Regions from separate parts of the Mus musculus genome. Here region 1 is linked to region 2. Evidence: chromatin contacts called from public Hi-C data. All regions are on one chromosome and are shown on one strand. The core of a region is the stretch at or near the end of the contact, and the rest is flanking DNA. Distances in the headings are between cores, read along the strand shown.

Region 1 (7,162 bases), core at 2,412-4,911, 48 kb after region 2:
ATACAGAGCTGTGTTAAGTCCATCACTGTCGTACTAGGCTGGCAGGACAGGAGTTTTTCTTGTATTCCTATGAGATCCTGTATCTAAGACAATGCCCTGCACATTATAGGTTCTCAACAAATGTACACTGATTGAAGGAAATCTAATATGGAATATTCATTCTAGGAAATTTTTTTAGAAAGTAGTTAGTTAACATACTAGTTGTTCTTCTTGTTGCTATGATGAAAAGCAGCGTAGAGAGGAGGTTTGTTGTGGCTTGCAGTTTAATAGGAGTTCTACCTCATGCAAGGTAGGCATGGCTGCAGGAGCCTGAGTCAGCTGGTCACATTGCACACAGTCAGATAGCTGAGAGAAATGCACATACCCATGTTGTGCTTGCTTTCTGCCCCATTTGAGGGCTTGGGACTACGCCGGAAATGGTGCAACCCACATTTGACTTGGCTTCCCCCCTTCAATTACTCTAATCTAGAAAAACCTCTCACAGATATGTCCAGGCATTTTTTATTTCATGGTGACTCTAAATCCCATCAAGTTGACAGTAGAGACTAACCATCACCCTTACATTTCCAAAACTTCCAAAGCCAGACAGCCCAAATTTGTATTTATCTAAAAATTCAAGACAGACCTTCCCAAAGTTTACAATTAATGGTGTGCAAAATATTTAAGCTGAGCATCAAAATATCAAAGAAAAAATTTAAAAGCCAGATAAGTTCCTAGGAAAGCATTCTTTATGCTAGTTAAGTCGGTGGGAGACAGCTTGAAGCTCAGGCCAGTTCCAGGGAAAACAAGATGCAATTTCCTCCATTTAGAAAGCAAATTACCTTCTTGTCTTCATTCACTAATATGATTCTAAGCTGGGTTGAGAGAAAGTACCTTGTTTTGCTTTTCCAGCTGATGGACTCTCCTGAGAAGTCTTTAGTACTTCCTCTGACACTTGGTTCCAGAAAGTTCCACCAATACATCCATTCCTCTGATTAAATGAAATGTGTATATCTTTGGATCAGCAATGTGTGCTTTCACCTAAGGGCTCTAAATGGGGTCTACAACCCTCCTTAATTTGGCTGTAAATTCGCTGTCTGATTCTAGGCTGACGGCCTCTGGAAGTGTTCATTGGTTCACTGTTATCACTCTTTCTAACTTCACCAGTTTGTTCTGTATATACTATGCACCATTCACGGGGCAAGGAAGTAAGGAATTTAAAAAACAAAAACAAAAACAAAAACAGGTCAAATAATTCTGGGTATACAGAGAGGTAACTGGCCCTGTGGGGCTCCTAAGAAGATAACCAACTTGCTGAACTGGCTGTAATTATTTTTGTTGGTCAGGGATGCTGGATGCCTTTACAGAAACTACTGCATATTCTATCCTAGTCAGTCAGCACCAGGCTGTGTGTTGAGCACAGCTGGGGACTGTGCTCCTGACTGCCCTCTGGCTATCTTAAGACTTCTGAAAAGTTCAGGTGTTGCAGATATTATCTTTGGAGATATATATATATATATATATATATATATATGGTCTACTCTCAAGGTTCTGTGTTCTCCCAAATAAATAAATAAATATTCTGAGGTTTTCTCAGCAGACCGTATCAAGATTCCTGCTTTATCCCTCTTCTTACTTCTTGCTTCCTCATGCATGTTACTGATGGCTGGGTCAGACTGGAAAGCTGGAAGTGGGGCTATCTTCATCTACTCTCTCCCTTTTAATGATGGCCGAGTGCCCATGGAAAATGATGCTTGCAATTACTACATCACAGCTTTGCCAGACCCCAATGACAGTGACAGAAGTATGGGGATTCGGGTACTTTTCACCTCACAGATTCACCTTTACATTCTACAGGCACTTTTCAAGTCCCAAATCCAGAAGAGGGACACAGATGTCACCCTATTATTTGTAGGACTTTTGGAGAGAAGACCCTCAAACCAAAAAAGGTCATTCCCATGATTTTCCTTCCATCCAAAAGTGAACTCACAATCTAGATGGAGAAGGACCTTGTTTTCATGAAGAAATTCCTCTAGAGAGCATTGGTTGGGTGCCCTACCAATTACCAAAAAAAAAATCATTACAAAGCCATCCTATGCCTCTGCTGGGGGCAACTTTGATCTACATCTAGGTTCCTGGGGAAACTGCCTCCCATCCTCCTCACCACATTGAGGACTGGAGGCCAGCGGGAGTTTCCCAGTTGGGGTTTTTTTTTTAATTGAGGGAGGGTGGTATCATCTGCCCTTGCTCCAACAACTAGGACCTGAATCAGAAAAGTGACTCAGAGGACCTGAGTAAACACACTGAGTTCCTTTCTGATTCTCAGAAACTGAGGGCCAGGTGTGGATCTCCCAAGCCACAGGTATAGCCTTTTCCACACATTACTGGAACCCCCAGCAAGCTGGGCACTTGGAGAGTCCTTGTGCTGCAACCAAGCAGCGGAGAGGGAAAGCCTGAAGCCTTGGGAATGATGTCAGTTCACTTTCTAGTAGCTGAGCACCGCGTATCTTCTCCTCACACCTGGAAGAATGGGCGACGTGGAAAACAGGAGATACTCAGTTCTTTTTCTTGGGTGGGCACTTGTGATGCCCATGGTTAGGCCAGAGTGGTGATGTGCCTATCCCAGTGCACATAATTCATGCCTGATTCTGAAAGCAGAAATGTGAGATTATTTTTGGCCAAAGCTCAACTGATTTGGGTTAGTGCGTGCACACAGTCTTCTGCTGAAGGCAAGTGAACCGAGTATTCCTCAGTGACACGGTGTGTTAATGCCAAAGGTCACCTGCCAGCTGTCGGATGCCTGAACCTATGGATGCTTAACCAGCAGCTGAGTGAGTGTGAAAGTTCCCTGCTGACCCCTGGGTTGCTCAGGTGGCCTGTGCAGGACCCTGGCTCAGCTCTCAAGCTCTGCAGAGTGGGGTGGTGGAGATGCAGGGGAGGGGAAGGGAACTGCCATCTGAGCGCCAGCCTCCTGCTAGGCAAACCCGCCAGGGATGCTTGGAAGTGCTTTAATCTACACTGCTACAGCAGTGTGAGGTCTGGGGATTTGAATGGGGGCGGGGGAGGGATGTAAAAACCATAGCGCAGGATTTGGAAGGTCTGGTACAGGAGGAGAAAGCCCAGTTCCCTGTGCAGTCTGTTAGCCTGCTGCTCCACAATACTCTCTAGTTTCTATCCTTATTAGGTGATGGGAAGCACGCACTGCTAGAGTGCCCATTTGGGACAGGTATGACAGAAGTACCCTAATGTATCCAAGGACCCGCTTCTTCCTGTGACAGTCATCATCGTGGATGTATCTACTGAAGTCCTTTTAGAACCTGGGAGTGCTACTCAGCCTGCGTGGGAGTCCAGCTACGAGGTTCAGGTCCCCATTGGAGTGGGCAGCAAAAGGTTGTAGGCTGGAGTTCAGGTATTAAAGAGGTCGTGATGTCAAACTCAGGTTTGCTCACATTCTGGACGAATTCACCCTCTCTGTATCCTTACCCCACCCCCACTCCCACTCCTACCCGGTTCCTCAGCAATGACCTCAAAGACAGGGAGTGGACTGCTGCCTCCCTCCTGCAGAAGTGTAAGTAGCTCCAGCTATGACGTTATGGAAGCTCGGTCAGAGCTCTGATTGGTGGAAGAGCTACTGCGGACCCCCCACACCCTCAAGATCGAGAATAAGAGACCACGGCTCTGGGGACAAGACGCCTACAGCCGTGTGTGTGTGCTCTTCTGCAGTGGACACTTCACTCTCGCTGTTCCAACACGGGCTAGCAGGTGAGAAACTTAACTTCTCAACGCCTACAGCTCTCTCTCCTTTAGTTTGTTTCCTTTTGGTTGCTCTTTTTAATGCAGTATTTCACACTGTAGTCTAAGTTGGCCTGGCACCCACTATATAGCTCAAGTTGGTTCGTCTCAAACGCTAAGGTTCTCCTTTCTCAGCATCCTAAGGATGCGGATTACAGGCGCAAGCCACCACACCCCACTCTACTTGGATCCCTTTGCTGTCCTGGTTCCTTATCATTCCACATACATTTCCGCCTTCCTGCAGCCATTGTCAGAAAGTACAGTCTTGACATTTTCTTTTAACTAAAGTAAGTGGGACCCCTACGACTACTCAGCAGCACTGGAAGCTGGGCGACCCTATCTAGGCGCGTCTGTGCCCCCTCCTTGAGGGAAGGTGGTCTTGCCGCATCCTAACCAGTTTTAGGTTAAAGAGTTCCTTGGATTCGGGATTGGGGAGCACTGATCTTTTCTCTCAGATGTTTCCAGCCTTTAGCCTCCTGGGGTTATCAGCAAGCAGGTGGGTCTCGCTTCGCTGTGGGGAGGAGGAGTCCTCATCTGCGGTTCTGAGGTAGTTTAAAAAAAAAAATCTCCCAACTCTGCAGATGGAGAGAGGGGGATTAGTTCCAAGTTAACTTTCTTCCCCAGGGCAACCTCTCAGAAAGGGTGATTATAATAATTTCAACCTGTTAGAAATCCTTAGCAGCGGGACAGCAAGGCGCAGGGATCTCTGGGTGGTTTTTGGTTTCTTCACAGATGAGAGCCAAAGGGGCGCGGCACGTGTGTTCTCCTGCAAGCTGGGGGCAAATGAGTGCCGGTAGCTCCTCCTTGTTCTTAAACCGAGCAGAAACTGCAAACCACATCTACTCTCCCCCACTCGTTTCTGCTCTATCAAGCCACTCACCACACTGCATCTACTGCACGTTTTGAGAGCTGCAGTGTGGTAGGAGAAATAGAACCTGGGTCTATAGTCCTGAGCAATTGGACCATTCTTCTCTTCTTACAGAGACATCATGGACTTTTGGAAGTTCTTTCCTTTTCTGGCTCTCAGCAGCATATGGGTCCTGTGCCTGGCCAGCAGCCTCCAGGCTGCCCCTTTCAGGTAAATTAACCTGAATCAGAAGTGCAGTCTGGCTCTCCTCCGGCTGCCCCTGGGGTGTGTCAACTCTGCGGCTCTGTAGCCCTACTTGGTTATTGGTAATTCAGCGCCCTCATGTGGGAACTGGCCTAATGACCAGACCGCTACGCCCCTAGGGAAGAAGCAAGGGCTAGGAAGCTTGGTTTCTTATTTGGGGAGGAGATAGGCAGGGAATCAGAACCTGCACTGGCTTTGCTACCTCCACAGGTCCGCTTTGGAGAGCAGCCTAGACCTGGGCACCCTCGGCGACCAGGAAAAACATCTCTTGCTTGCTGCACTGATGCAGGACTATGAGCAGATGAAGGCCAGGAAGCTGGAACAGGAGGAGCAAGAGACTAAGGGCTCCCGGTAAGTCTCCTCCCCATCTGACCCCCACATGTAGGAGGACTTATTCCAGAGAGGTCGAGAGACAGTGGCCAGCAGTCCAAGGAACTAAACGTGAGTCCTAGCCTCCCACAGAGCTTCCAGTACCACCAGAGGGGCTCATAGTTGTTAGACACATTACAATGTTGTTTCTCCTGAAAACTCTTGGGAAAAGAAATGAGGAGATGTAGAAGGGATTTGGATTGCACTGATGGGGAAACATCAACATCGCTGAACCTGCTGAGGTAGGACTGGTAAGTGTGGTGCCAGAGGATGGACTAGAATTTCAGGAAGCTTTAACAGCTTCCAACATTTGCTGCTCTTTCAACTGTCAAGGAGCCTTCATTCCACACTTACAAGGAAAAGTTGTTGGGGTAGAAGGGGTCTGGGACAGGTAGCACAGAGTCTGAGGTAGGTCGGGGCATTCATAGATGTGTACACATTGTTACAGGGTCCCATGTTACATTGTTACAGGGCCCATGTGCTCCTAGCCCTGAAAGAGACCAACTCTGGCCTGGTTCCAAAGAAAAGCAATATGTTGACCTACACCCTGATCCACCGTCCCCCCCCCCCCACCCCAATCCCTGGCAGCATGAAAGACAAACAACACATGGAATGCCAGAAAGAGTCACCAATTTTCTTTGCCCTTCTCCACACTGTCCTGGCTTACTGCAACTCTGAGCCTTCCCAATGGAATTTGTGAGAACTCTACCTCTACCATCTCCTGCCCCAACTTCTAGTCCCCCTGCCTAGTTTAACCTGCTGACTGCCGTAAGATTAGCCCCTGGTGTTTAGTGCTGCTTGACATGTCTTCCCTGCCTGCAGTCTGGACAGTCCCAGATCTAAGTGGCATGGGATCTAAATAGGGTTCTGGGCATGTAGGTGCAGGATCTGAGCAACAGGATCTGAACAACGTTCCTGCCATCTCTGGTATGGACTCCAGGCCTGAAACACCATGACAAGACAAGAACACAGCAGGTTGCTTGCAGAAGGTCCATTGCTTTTGGTTTGAAGTGTCCAGGATGCTACTGGAGCCTTCTGAGTCCTTCCTAATTTCCTCTCTTGGTCCTTTTTTTAAAAAAAAAAATCTGTTGCGTGTGCATTTCTCTGCAAACTGGCAACAGCAGCTTTAGTGTGTCGGAGAATCAGTGGCCCAGAGTGGAAAGGGCAAGAACTGAAGTCAGAGGCAGGAAGGGAGCCTTCTGGAGCCTTTAGATAGCAGTTCATTACCTGCTCCTGAAGACTGGAATGAGCACATTCCTTACATCTCACTAATTTTCCTAGAAGAATCAGAGTTGCAGTGATCATTGCTCTGGTCAACCTCTGAAGCTTATGAGTGGCCAGGGCCTAGGAAAGAGCCTTAGTTTCAGGGGAGCTAGGCACAGGGCTTGTCTCTGTGACACAGCAATGACATCAAGCATGCTAAGGATCAGATAAGCACTTCTGAGCTGATGCTACAAATGCTGTTCTTAACTTCAGCAAGGTAAAAGGGTTTTTTTTTTTTTTTTTTTTTTTGGTTTGTTTTTGTTTTGTTTTGTTTTGTTTTGTTTCTATTTGGTGATGGTTTGAGAAAGAGTTTCTAGCAAAGACTCTCAGGTCATTTCCCTGAATGGCTTCGATAAATGCACTTAGGAGAAACACTTACGGTTAAGTGGCAGGTTGGAGGACTGCAGTTCCCAGGGGGTAGGAACTCCCCAGACCTCACTGACAAGACTTCTCTTCTTCTCTTCCATCCTGAATATCAGTGTCACTGCTCAGAAGAGATCCTGCAACACTGCCACCTGTGTGACCCATCGGCTGGCAGACCTGCTGAGCAGATCAGGAGGTGTGCTGAAGGACAACTTTGTGCCCACCGATGTGGGCTCTGAAGCCTTCGGCCGCCGCCGCCGCAGGGACCTGCAGGCCTGAGTCACT
Region 2 (7,865 bases), core at 4,650-7,149:
GCATCCTCAGAGATTCACAGACAAACTGATCAAAAGGGCAAAATAGATGGATCAAGCAAAAATCTAGAGTTCTTTTGTGGTCTTGTCTAATGGCTAATGCTCATTTTCTTCAGTCTTCCGAGTCTATTTTATGTAAATTCCAAAACCACTGTCTTCACCTTTCTCAGATACTTCACAGGCACACACACACAATCACACACAAACACACAAAACCACACACACACACACAACCACACACACACACACACAATCACACACAAACACACAAAACCACACAACCACACACACACACACAAACACAATCACAAACTCATGCACAAATACACACATACACAAACATACATATGTAATCACACACACAATATTGCACATATACACAACCACACACACACAATCACACACATGCATATAAACACACACATATACAACCACACACACAAATGCACACAATCACACACATATAACTATACACACACGTATATACATTCACACATACATAAACCACTATCTCTCTACAAAACTATGCCACTACTTTTCATTTTGTGCACAGTGTCAATTATACAACATAGACGTATAAGAAAAATACATTTAAGTGCTTTTAGACATGTAATCTAGAGCTGATTGAAAAGAATTTGAAAAGTGCTAACTTAAATCAGGTAGTAGTAGTAGTTTATTGTATATGTAAGGGCAGAGGGGAAATTTGCCCTTCATCCTCTCAATATTATCTGGAACAAACTGACAAATACAGATAATTAGAAGAAAAGACATGCAGATAAAGTGATGTAAGAAGTTATAGTTTGGGGAGAGTCATACAAGTGTGATGCCAATGCTATTCAGAAGTTTATATACTTTGTTTCTGTAAAGTAGAAGTGGAAATGTGGACAGTTTTGAAAGGCATAATAAGTAATATCTAGTAATTTTTATAATTAAATAGTAATTTTAATAATACAATGTAATTTGGAGTGGTTTATAACAAAGTCTGTTTGGTAAGTACAGCAAGACAGAGGACAAAGATGTGTGACAAAGTTGGTCTGGCTGTGTGGACATATTTTAGTCTTCCAATTTGCAATATGAGTTTAGCTACTGAAAACTCAGAGAGAGGACCTGAGGCAATCTTTTCTTCTTTGGCAGATCTAGACTTAAGTCAGATAAGGGACCTTCACAGAAATACTCTGTCTGCTCTAGGAAGGAAAGGAGGCAAGAAGGACTTTGATTCTGAAGTCAATTAAAAGACCTTTTACCATCCCAAAGTAGCTGGCTTTGGAGTGCTGTCTTTTGAGCCTTAGAAAGTTCAAATTGCATAAAATGTTTGACAATACCACCCACACAGTCAACTCCCTGGGGAGAAGTACAGCATAGTTTACTCCAAACCAGAATTTGTTTTGAAGCAAACATCCTAAAAGTATGGCAAGTTAAAAGGTGCTGCATGGTAAGTTTTCTTCTTAGAGTGTAGGACTTCGGGGTGCCCAAAAGATCTATTTGGAATTTTGGTGCTAGTGCTGATAAAGCAAAGACTGCAATTAAAAATCTTTGGCAAGAGTCTGGAGAAATAGCTCAGTGGTAAAAAGCCCTGGCTGCTCTTCCAGAGGTTCTGAGTTCAATTCCCAGCCCCCACATTGAGGCTCACAACAATGTATAATGGGATCTGATGGTATATAGACATGCATGCAGGCAAAACCCTAAAATATATGAGCAAATAAGTCCTTGGAAAAAAATTTTTTAAATGGTTTTCAATAAAATTGAAAAGAAACCCTATCACGTTGTTATCTTACAGATTGCTAACAATTGGTTTTAAAGCCAAATCACTTCCTGGCATTTACTCAGAAGTAGGCTAGAAGATCGTGAATATTGCTATGACAAAATTTCTTCCATTTCATTCTCATTTTTTTATGTGAATGATGTTGCTCAGCTTTCATATTTATTAAAACAACTACAAAAATAGTAGTAGGACTGCGGCTGAGCACATTTCATTTTAGTAAGAAGTATTGCTCGTGGGCGGATGCTGGAACTGATTAAAAAACATTCAATCCATCATTTCCCTAAGAGATGTGCTTCCAGTAACAATTGACTTCTTATACTTATTTACCAAAATGTGTAACAAATTTATGATGTCTTAATCATTTCTATTAATAACTTTTGAAACAATTCACTTTAGAAAGAACATTTAGGGAGTATTATAGGCACAAGAAATTTAAAAAATGCATTTATTTTTTTTTTTCAGAAGATAGTGAAACAAAATGGATAAAGGCCCTCAGACACAGAATGAAATCCATTACGGTGAATATCAAGGGGGAAAGACGATGTAAACTTTTGGGCAATAACAGAAGAGCCTTCGCTCTTATTTTTAATGGATTATGTCATTACTAAAGTGCTGTGTGATATAGATTACAGAGGCTATATTTGAAAGAGTAATGTAGGAGCTTAGACTGTCCTGTGTGTATAATATTCGGTTAGTTCATATTTTATAACTCTTTAAACCTAGGAGAGATATTTGGCATGCCACCTGAAGGGTGAGCAAGCAGACCTGATCCCTGACTGCTGACACAGAGTAGCCTCACTTAATCTCTAGTATGTAAAGTAGATAACCAAGCTCACAGGGCACTGTGAGAGGTCAGTGAAGTAACAAAGACAAAGAAAGGTTGCAGCATGAATGTTGTTTTGACCATCCTACTGTGTCAAGGTAGGATACTCAGTTGAGTTTCTTGGTTTGAGAAAGGTTGGGGTATGGGAACAGCCTCATCAGCAATGAGGGGTAGGGGTGGAGGCAGTACTGAGCAGTGGAACAGAGGGAACAGGCAAGAATCCCAAGAGATGACAGAATCCTGGGTGCTACTGCCCCTGGGTAAGTCCTGAGCAGGAAGCCAAGCACATCCTCACTCCTCTATGCCTTTGTGCATTGTATCAAATCCATGACAATCATTATGTAACTTAATCCTATGAGCAAATCTATGTGCTTTATTTATTTGTTTGTTTGTTTGTTTGTTTGTTTGATTTTTTGAGGCAGGGTTTCTCTGCATAGCCCTGGCTGTCCTGGAACTCACTTTGTAGACCAGGCTGGCCTTGAACTCAGAAATCTGCCTGCCTCTGCCTCCCAAATTCTGGGATTAAAGGCGTGCGCCACCTCGCCCGGCTCTGCTTTATTTATTTTTAATGCATCTGTTTATTTCAGAAGTAGAGCCTATGAAAAGTTAAATACTTTGTTCCCAGGGAGGCAGGCTAGTAAGTGAGATCAGAATCAAATCTAGGTATGTTTGTCCCTAAACCCAGCCCCATCTGTGTTCAAAACTGTGACCTTAATCTGACTCTACATGCTCCTTTCCAGGAAGGCTGTGGCATTAAAGACTACTCTTGTAACCTAGGTTCTAGGAACGGTCCTTTAGGTAGGGCCAGAGACTTTAAAAGCTCAGGGGCTAGCAGAACTCCTCCAAGACCTATGCCACCCCAAAGTAAGGGTTGGAATCTGGAGTTGGTTCCTGGGGTGATGCCAATGTGCTTGTGCCTCTCCTATCTATTAGTTCTCAGAACTAATGCATCCTCAGGCTTAGATAGGGCTTGGATGGCTAATGTCTTGCTGCCTATACCAAAGTAAATCCAATCTATAGTCTCTATGGGCAGGCTGATAAGAAAAGATAAGACAGTTCTGTTAAGTCAAGATATTTGAACTATGTCGTTCTTGTAGGAAGACTTTGTTGGGAAACCATTACAACACACTGCAGTAGGCCCAGTGCCAAAGGTTAGTATAATAATGGGGAGGTGATAATGGAAGAGGCTTTCAGCTCAGTTCATATGAGGCCTCCTTGGATAGACAAGAAACAAGAAATGCATTACATTATAAAGGAACACAGAAGTGAGATCCCCCCTCCCGCCCCCGTCTCAACATCTCTCAATCTCTGCCTGTTACAGAGTATGGCTGGCATACCCTGTCCTCTACCCTGAGCTCTCCAGCTCAGGGACTGGGCTGCCCTTCCACAGAAGGCTCTTCCCTATATGATACAGACATTGTGGTTACCCACCACCCATCTTTTTGAACCTCCTGGCTCCCCTTTCTTCTCCCTTCCCTTGCCCTCCCTCTCTCCCCATGTGGACCACCTAAGCCTGGTCATGACCACTCTGGACTCTCCCAAATGTGTCTACCTAAGAGCAGCCACCTCTCTCTCTCTCTCTCTCTCTCTCTCTCTCTCTCTCTCTCTCTCTCTCTCTCTCTCTCTCTCCCCTCTCTCTCTCTTTCTTTCTTTTTGTTCAGGCTCAATTTTAAGTAGAGGCAATGGGATTGGAAAGGAGGAATGAGCATTTTTCCGAGCCTGAACTCCTTCAGGATAAGTAGTAGGCACACTCGAAAAGAAGTGCAGCTTCAAAGGGGATTGCAACCCCATAGGAAGAACAACAGTATCAACTAATTGGACCCCCCAGAGATCCCAGGGACTAAGCCACCAAACAAATTGCATACACGAGCTGGCCCATGGTCCCCACTACATATGTAGCAGAGGATGGCTTTGCCTGGCCTCAGGGGGAGGGGATGTGCTTGGACCTGTGGAGGCTTGATGCTCCAGAGAAGGGGGATTCTAGAGGGAGGAAGTGGGAGTGGGTGGGTAGGTGGGGGAGCACCCTCTTAGAGTCAAAGGGGAAGGGAGATGGGGGGCTTGTGGAGGGAGAACCAGGAAGGGAGACAACATTTGAAATGTAAGTAAATAAAATAATTAATTAAAAATAAAAAGTGCAGCTTCCTAGACCAACCAGAGAGGTCAGTATTGGAAAATAAAGCCAGAAAGTGCCTTTTTTGCTGGGAGTCCCAGGTGATTCTTAACAGGAGTATAGCTGGAGGGTGGCAGGACTAGAAAGACAGTAAGAAGTAGCTTGAGCTGTTTTGGGGTTACAAACGTAGAATCACCGTGGGGCAGCAGGAAGTAGGTGTCTGCTGCAGTATCAGGGGGACAATTGTTGCCAGGCAACAATTCCTTAGCAAATGCTACAACTACAGCAGGGAGTTCTTCTGCTTCACTGAGAACTTGCTCTCAAAAGGAGCTTGTTTACAATAATGAGGCATGAAGCTAGGGATGGGAAGAAACCAAAGCAAAAGGCAGATTCAGCTAAAGTGCAGCCTGAGCTGCGCCCCCGCTCAGCAGTGTGAATAGCAGCTACCTTTCTTGGCCTTGAGGCAAGGGTACTAGCCTTTATACCCTATATTGATCAGTCCATAGCTGAGGGTTCCCAGTGAGAAATAGTTCTGTGGAGAAGGGTGTGCCGGTGAGGGAAATGAGACAAGACACGAAAGGTGTGTCCTCCTGAGGATGGGAGAAGAAATGGCTGATGGAGGCCAACCCTCTGCTCTAGGAGAGAACCTCTCCATGGTACATTTCTCTAGGGCACTCTGCAGGACCACACTGAGGCTACTACCTAGCTGAGACATAATTACTTAGCTTTCTGCTTCTTCTTTCTGTTATGACTGTATTCATTGCACAAAACAGTAGGTTTCATATGACAAGTTCATGTGTGTTCATAGTCATTGTTCAAGTTCATTGCTCATAGTTGCCCAGCACTGCAACCTTTTGGATTCCAAGCCCTGCTGGCCTTCTTCTTTTTCCAAATAGTGCCCCATTCTCTTTCATTTCTTCCCTTCCTGTCCATCACTCATGCAGTATTTTGTTAGAGGAGAGACGCTGTTCTTCTAACTTTGCTTTCTTGCCTTGCCCCATGTCCTCACACCCTTTTGCTTAGGGGAGTAACTTCCCCAATGTCATAGTTTAGATCTTAAGTGCGTCCCCTGCTGCCTTACTCGGTGTTAAAACCTGGTCTCCAGCCTGTGTGCTGCTGGGCAGTGGAACCTAGTTAGAGGATCCTTGTAGCACCTCTTGAAAGGGAGAGGTCTGTGGTCCTTCCTGTCGTGCCTATGTTTTGCTTTTGGGCCACCATGAGGTGAATAGTTCTGTCACTGCCTGCTCCCTGCCCAGATGTACTTCCTTACCACAGACTTCAAAACAACCAAACTGACCACAGACTGAAGTTCTGAAACTGGGAGCTGAAGGTAAGTCTTTCTTCATAACTTGGTCAATACTTGGGTATTTTGTGATGCTGATGTAAAGCTAGCACACCTATAACCCCCCTGCCTCAGTTTCTAACTCTAGACATCCTGACTTAAATCAAGGGAAGGGAGGAGACAATACTGAATTCCACCTTTTCTTAATTTGGTTTAGGGGATAAGAAGATGTCAGGTTTGTTTTGTTCTCTTGTCTTGTGAGAGACATACATTTAGTATTTCTAAGACCCATAGGAAACAGAAAGAAAACTGGAGCAATGCAGTTCAAGATACACAGGCAGGGAGGTGAGCAGCCTGCTCAGGCTCACTGCTCTGTAAAATCTCTGGGCTACCCTGTTCTAGCTAGGGAATCTCACAGGTGGGTGAGTCAGCTTCTCCACTGGGTTTCCTGTTCCTCTTCTCGGTGCCAGTCCCCACAGTGTCTGTTCACCATGGTGGAAGTGATGCTGTAAAGATGCAGAGCACATCACACTGCTTTCTATTTTAAAAGTTTGGTTCACTTTCTGTTTGATTTTTCCATAATACTGATCAGCAACTGACAATCTGTGTATCTTTCTTTGCTTTCTCTAGAATTCACAATGATCAAAATCATGTGTGCCTTGTTTGCTGAAATGTATACCCAGCACCTTGGTTCATGTTTGGCCCATGCTAAGTGCTTAGTAAGTGCACTGGTTGCAGCACATTTTAAGTAAATATAAGAAATATATAAGTGGCCGGGCAGTGGTGGCGCATGCCTATAACCTCAGCAATTGGGAGGCAGAGGCTGTTGGATTTCTGAGTTCGAGGACAGCCTGGTCTACAGAGTGAGTTCCAGGACAGCCAGGGCTACACAGAGAAATCCTGTCTCGAAACAAACAAACAAACAAACAAACGAAACAAAACAAACAAACAAACAAACAAACAAAACCAACAAAAAAACCAAAAACCCCAACCCCTGTGTATATATATATATGTATATATACATATATATATATATACACACACACATATATACCTATATATATACACACATATATACATATACATATACATATACATATACATATACATATACATATACATATACATATACATATACATATACATATACATATATACACACACATATATATGAATATGTAAGTAAATATAAGAAGGGAAAAATAGCTTGAAGGCACTATTTTGAACTCTGTAGAAACGTATGGATGGATACCTCAGTAAAAATATGGACAGAGAATGATGCTTACAGAGCATATGCAGAGGTTGTTGACAAACTGATTTCATTTTGGAAAACAGTGCTTTCAGGTGCTGGGTGGAAAATGCTGGACCAGTGGATATTGATTAGTACTGCTTCACACTCAAGTTCCTGTTATTACGTAAGCTTGAGAAACTGTAAATCTAATTCTTCTTGGAAATTCATGATGATGAGGATTTATAAAGATTGATAATTTTAAAGGAGAATTTAATATCAATTTTGCTTGTAGAAAAGTGAACATTTGTGCAGAGTATTTTTTCCTTCACTGTATAAGCATGTTCTGTATAACATTAGTTTATGGATCTCGAGTCTTCTGATGTGGATCAGTTCTTGTCCTTGGTGATAGCATGCTAAATGCATTTGCTCTTAGTTAGTGGCAGCAGTGAAGAGGTAGTGCAGGGAGGTGGCTTCTTGGAGTGCCAAAGCAGGGGATTAAAACAGCTTTAGTTAGTCAGGGTAGACTTGTTGTATTCTTCTGCTGAGTAGATGTGCCCTCTAGTGGAAACGGAGAGAAAAATGCCCTTCTTGCTACTGAGAACCACTTGTGGGCATTTAATTTTCAATTCTTATGTATTAAATAGAATGAAAATTTCTATT

Evidence for each region. Hi-C and Micro-C count contacts between places; a contact is called where the count stands out from the background.
Region 1: a contact with region 2 is called in a Hi-C map of CD8 T cells, with 2.2 times the contacts expected there. The contact joins the promoter of Calcb here to the enhancer-like site in region 2. A contact is called at or near these places in 5 of 39 promoter capture datasets (cranial neural crest, embryonic stem cells, macrophages and 2 more), 1 of 15 datasets of contacts at CTCF or cohesin (CD8 T cells), 12 of 484 Hi-C or Micro-C datasets (the BV-2 cell line, the C2C12 cell line, CD8 T cells and 8 more), 2 of 115 datasets of contacts at active chromatin or transcription factors (Th17 cells and bone marrow-derived macrophages) and 3 of 9 other capture datasets (adipose tissue, liver and pancreatic islet).

What each region holds. Positions count from the first base shown.
Region 1 is chr7:114,714,982-114,722,143 of GRCm38.p6, forward strand. It overlaps Calcb (calcitonin-related polypeptide, beta), which reads left to right and starts at 3,662. Exons shown (of 5, transcript NM_054084.2): 1 at 3,662-3,741; 2 at 4,754-4,849; 3 at 5,093-5,233; 4 at 6,994-7,162. The coding sequence starts at 4,761. The coding sequence ends at 7,156.
Region 2 is chr7:114,665,177-114,673,041 of GRCm38.p6, forward strand. No RefSeq gene overlaps it. Among named protein-coding and RNA genes, the nearest start is that of Calca, 33 kb to the left of the region's middle. Within about 2 kb of position 5,900, at least 17 of the 459 cell types and tissues checked have an H3K27ac peak or open chromatin away from gene starts, as enhancers often do. A contact at or near this core is called in CD8 T cells, Th1 cells and Th17 cells, where this site is marked.